2 separate regions of the Gasterosteus aculeatus genome follow, and region 1 is linked to region 2. Evidence: chromatin contacts called from public Hi-C data. All regions are on one chromosome and are shown on one strand. Each heading gives the region's core, a stretch centred on a gene start, on an enhancer-like site or on the middle of the called end of the contact. The rest is flanking DNA. Distances are from core to core; before and after follow the strand shown.

Evidence for each region. Hi-C and Micro-C count contacts between places; a contact is called where the count stands out from the background.
Region 1: a Hi-C map of whole body shows a contact between it and region 2, with 6 times the contacts expected there. The contact joins the enhancer-like site here to the promoter of nanp in region 2. A contact is called at or near these places in 3 of 6 Hi-C or Micro-C datasets (skeletal muscle, tail fin and whole body).

Annotation. Positions count from the first base shown.
Region 1 is chr6:5,146,022-5,148,857 of fGasAcu3.hap1.1, reverse strand. No RefSeq gene overlaps it. Among protein-coding and RNA genes, the nearest start is that of opn3, 15 kb to the left of the region's middle. Within about 2 kb of position 1,372, at least 1 of the 9 cell types and tissues checked has open chromatin away from gene starts, as enhancers often do.
Region 2 is chr6:5,061,107-5,063,918 of fGasAcu3.hap1.1, reverse strand. It overlaps nanp (N-acetylneuraminic acid phosphatase), which reads left to right and starts at 1,487. Exons shown (of 2, transcript XM_040178104.2): 1 at 1,487-1,673; 2 at 2,418-2,812. The coding sequence starts at 1,584.

The sequences.
Region 1 (2,836 bases), core at 123-2,622, 85 kb before region 2:
GCAGTCCCCCCTTTAAAACAAGTTACTGGATTATAATGGCTTATACATATCGATTGCAGGTGGATTAAACCACTTTTCCTCCTCTAACAATGCGATGATGTTGATTGGGTGTCTAATAAAGGATTTACTGCACACACCTGAGAGAATGGAGATTGTGTCGATGGTTAATGATTAGAAAGAGACTATTATAAACATGACAGCTTTTATCAACAGGCGTCAAAATTTCATAGCATAATGTGAATTACCAAAGCACATTGCATTAATGTTGGTTCCCTACAAGTGTTTCAATACACGTTTTCTCTTCTTTATTGACGTCTTGTATGTTCATAGTTTGTGTTGCACCTTGTTCTTTCGAACACTAGATGGCGCATGAGGTTAAATAATTAACACCATGTTGCAGTAAAAAGAACATTGTGCTTATGTTTTTCATTGAGGATTTCTTGCGGTGATGAATTAAAAACCCCTTGATTCATACCCCCCCACCCCCCCAACTCTATATGCTGGAGGCACCGAACACTAGTTTGACAGTTCAGTCCTCTTTGAAGAGCTTTCCCTCGTTTCTTCATCAGGAAACACGCCACCGAACTCCAGCGGATTCACGTCCTGTCTGTTCTTTGCAGACTAATTATCTTCCCACAGTTAAACATGTAGCTGTCAGTCAACGTGTCAAAGGTCTCCCGGGCTTCTCTGATGCGTCGCCTCAAAGCGCTTTTCACCATGTTTACGTTTCACGCAGAAATATTGCGCGCAGGTTTTAGCAATGTCAAGGCCGCAAACTGAACCGTGACCCCTTAAGAACAAACAAAAACTTTGCACACGGCTTGCTGTGTCCATGTAATTGGCTTAAACACGACACACAAAAAAGGGTTTCATGTGAGATTACAGAGCGGATTTAGAAAAGAACATCATTTTGTAAGATTTCAGTCATACGGCAGCTGTATTGTGACCACTCCACTTTCTAAGTTGTTAAACTCTTCTTATAAGATTTATGTAATTTAGATCCCCCCCCCCCCCCCGCCCCCCGGATCGGATCATTTTAGGGCTTTAACGGATCAGTTCGCATGCAAGGATTAAGCTCATTTGCCAGATCAGAGCCAGCAAGAGGCCCTTCTTAATACAACAGCGGTCATAATACGTTGGTGCTGAACTTAAACAGTTATATATATATATATATATATATATATATATATATATATATATATATATATATATATATATGTTCTCATCTCATCTTTCTTTTCACAGTCAAAGTCCTCGTAGAACAAAAACGTCCCAAAAGTGCCTCCCCAGTGTGCTAGATCTGTGAATACTGAAACCAGAGCCCCACTACGAGTCCACCCAGTGCCGTGTTGCTGTTACTGTTTGTTTTGGGTCCCTGTGCCATGTGGACAAAAGGATCACAGAGAGAAATGATTATCTGTCATCAGATGGACGGAGGATTTTATGATGGCAGGGTGCCACCCAGTGGTTCCACAATAAGACACAACAAAGAGAGCAAAGAACCAGAAGAAGCTCAACGCCAAAAGAATAATCACATTTTTAACCACAATCACGTTTTTTCCTACATGAGAAGGAGTTAGTCGGGAATTGCAGCAATCGTCAGACCACAACGCTTACTCCTCGTCTGGTGTCTAAAATTGCAGTATTTTTCTACATTTACTTTTTTTCTCTACAGGAGTTTCCCTTGAAAGCTTGGATCAAAGTTGACTGATAATAATCACACAACAGAAGATGAGAGGTTCGTCATCGGAGGCGTTGTCGTGTCATTTTGTAATAATAATTTTTCTTCATGCAAGCACATCACAGTTAAATCAACCTTTGATTGCATTAAAATACTTAAATGTAATAAATTGAGCACAAAGGAGGTAAAAGGTCATACATATTGGCGATTGAAAAGAATGACCGACATAAAGGGCATTACAATAACTATGAATGCAATTTATAAGCTGTGTATAACTTCCCTATTAGGAAAACAAATAGTTTTACTTGTATTAAATCAACCACAACATCGGCCACAACTTTCCCAAATGTTATATATTTTTTAAATCTTGATCCACCAGATCTTAGTGATGTAACACTTATAAGACCGGTATGATTCAAGTGGCATAAACCACACCAACACCAGCCCTAACTGCCCCAAGCTGAGTGGGTCATGTCCGTCTCTGCTCCTGGCGGCGGGGGCGCTGAACAAGGGGGGGCATGTGACATGTTTGGTGACCGTTTCTGACGCGGCAGCTAATGAGCTACCGGCACGCAAGCCGCTCATTAGCCAGCCGGACGAATTAGCAGGTTGCATGCAAAGGACTTGGGATCAGGCCAGGCCACAAAACAGTTGAGTCATTCCACTCCCCCCCCCCCCCCTGGAGTGAGCGTAGATAATCTCATTAGTAAAACATAACTTTTGTAAAAGAGCCTTAGAAAAACCCTTGATTGAACATTTTTTTCAGCCTGCAGTGAGATGTTATATTTCCACCGTCTTTACGTTGCGTGATGCGGTTCAATCCTATCGCCGCCACCCAAACGGCGCAGGCCGTGCTTAGCTCTCTGCCGACCCTTTGACCCCACCCTGCTACGGGGGATGATGGAAGTTGGACGACCCCGGAGGTGCCGTGATTATCTGAAGATCCTCCGAATTATAAGGTTAAAGCTCAGAAATGTTAATTGTCGCTTTGATCGCTAATACGCGTCAGGCCTCACAATAGTTTACAGCAACCCATCTACAAAATAGATCCCTGATTACAATAGACGGAGAAGCTTTTAACGGGGATTCATCGCTCTGTACCGAGGATACGACAGAGGACCCATTTGACCCTGAAGGTGTTTGACATTCATTTGA
Region 2 (2,812 bases), core at 238-2,737:
GGACATAAAGGACGATAATGACGTATTCAAGCGCATGGAAAAACGAGGCAGATCATGTATACACTCGTGTTTTCTTCCTCCTGATTGGATGTTTGGCCGAATGACACCCTCAATGTTCGTGCCCAGTTGAGAGTTATAATATATATACTATATAAAATATACCATGTGCAGCCACGGCCACCTGCACAGATAAAAGAGGAATGGTGTCTAGCAGACGAAGACACCAGGTCTCACCAGTCCCTCAGAAGAATCACTAGCAGCCTGTTAGGGGGGTCATTTGCTGTTGTCCCCCCCCTCTCCCTCTATCCCTTCCTCCATCAAAAGGGGAATTCCATCTTTGCACTGGTTCACTCTTCACACGTGCTTACGTTTCTCTTGCCGTTTTAAGGTTACGGGCGATAAAAGGTTTTGAGCTTATTTGCTGCACGCCTGTCATTTAGACAAGCGTGTTCCTCCTTCGCATGCAAGCGGTAGACGTGGATTGTTCTCATGGGTAATAGCAGTCTAGGCTTCTCACATCATTTTTTGATTTATAGTTGTCATTTTTTTTGACCGAGGTGATTAAAATAAATAGGTCAGGACGGTTGTTTTTAAAGACGAGAGCACATGAGCTGCAACTAAGAATGCTGTTAGGTAATGTGAGAAACTATTGTTGTGATTTCTGGGGATTAAAACAGGCCTGCACACTGTTGCGTGTGAACCTCTGGCACATTGCCAGTTAAGAGAAGTTAAAGGAAAGGTTGCATAATAGTTTTGGTATGTTTTGAATTCTAAAGTGTGTCTCATGTGTGTTTTAATTGGCAACATGCATGGTCAAGTGTCACGTAGAGGAAATTTGATAAGATAAGTGATGACACTGACAGTTCTTTGGATTATTGCGGTCTATAAATAATTTATAATGAAAGTTTAATATAAGCAGGTTTTTGTTACAGTTCAGTCGGAAATTAGAAGCATGCCCATAAGGGAAAATAGCTTGTGCTTTCTAGAACCCTGTATAATAACGACGCAAAGCAAAATCCTCGCTTTAAGACTTTTTATATATATTATATATTGAAAGCGGTTGTTTTGTTTTGGCGTAGGCTGCGGCCCACAGTAGCCTGTTTCATAATAAAAGAGCACGTCAGCTTCATAAGCGAGAGCCACTACAATATATATAATCACGTTTTTTTCTGATTTGTTTTTGTGAGCCAATCCTCAATACTTATATTATATATGTAAATAACATTTTTAAATTAAATTAAAGTTTTATCGACACAACTGCTGAGGTACAAGCCGGCCTCTTGACTTTATTTTGAAATGGCACAAACATTTATATTGTCTTGTCATTTAAGTGGTTATAAGTGAAGTGTGATCTGAGAATATTGTGGCCAAAAAAAGAAACTCCAACACAGCTTGTATTTTTGATTTAGTGGCGTCCTCTCGAGGGAGAAACTCGCCAGCGCTGCACACACATATAAACTAAACTGCAACTCCCACCATGCAGTTCGCCCGGCAGCGGGCTACTTCCGCACCGGGCTCAGCGCGCGCTGTCTGCGGTGTGAAACACGGTTGTTCGGGGGGAGGGAAGCAGTCGCGCCGCGGCGATGGACGGTCAGGCCGTGAAGGCGATACTGTTCGACCTGGACAACACGCTCATTGAGACGAGTCGGGCGGGAGGAATGGCGATCACAAAGGTGATGACCTCACTCGTCCTGTAGCATTTACAGCTAACGTTAGCTCCCGTGTCTGTAACGCTGGCAGAGACTGCTGATAGCAACGGCTCCATGGACTCAGTTAAAGGGGCCCTTCTTTTACTCTTCTTCATGATGGATCGAGTTACTTAATACAAATAAAGTTGTACATAATAAGTGATCATTACACCTAATGATCACTTATTATGTACAACTTTATTATGTACAACTTATCTCTGCCCCCCCCCCCCCCCTCACACACACACCTTATTGTGTTTGCACCTGTCAGGGTGGGTCAACTATCACTAATATTTGTACATGGAGTTTAGTGATCTCGTGTAGAGCTCTGCCCCACTAAAACCTGATAAACGATGGAAGTATAAGGTATAGATCCTGCTTGATGACTCCTTTTACTTTACATACTTTAATTGTAGTTTTTTTATATGATCAATAAGTCAAATTATAAGGAAGGTCTGAATCCTGGATGAGGTTTAATGTATCCGAGACGTACGTTTTGCCTGATTTGGTTAGAAAAATAACCAACCAGAAGCCCCGTGGTTAAATCTTTCTCTGAATGGGTGTTTTAAAGCCCCACCTCGACCTCAACGGTCTGTACCACCTGCCTCTCCCACCGTGGACAGTTTTCTTGCACTTTGATTTAAACTTGACCAGCTATCCTTGACCACTTGTGTATATTTGCATAAATGTTCTATATCCTTTAATGTTTTTTCTATTTCTATCTTACAGACCAGTGAACTTTTGAAGACTTCGCTGGGCGTAGACGACATCACCGTCAGCAGTATTTGTGACAAGTTCAAGCAGAAGCTTTTCCAGGAGACCTTTGACCCCTCGGCCGGCAGATCTATTGATGAGGTCCGCGTGGGTCACTGGGAGGAGAGCATCCTGGAGGCTGCGGGCAGTCGTTGCCCCCCACACTCGCTGGCTTCTCAGTGCTACTACCTGTGGAAAAGCAGCCGCCTGGAGTTCCTCAGTCTTTCCCCTGAGATCCGCGCCCTCCTGAGGGAGCTGCGCGGCCGATACAAGCTGCTGCTGCTGACCAACGGGGAGGCTCAGACTCAGAGGGAGAAGGTGGAGGCAGTCGGATGTGACGAGATCTTCGACGCCATCGTGGTTGGGGGAGA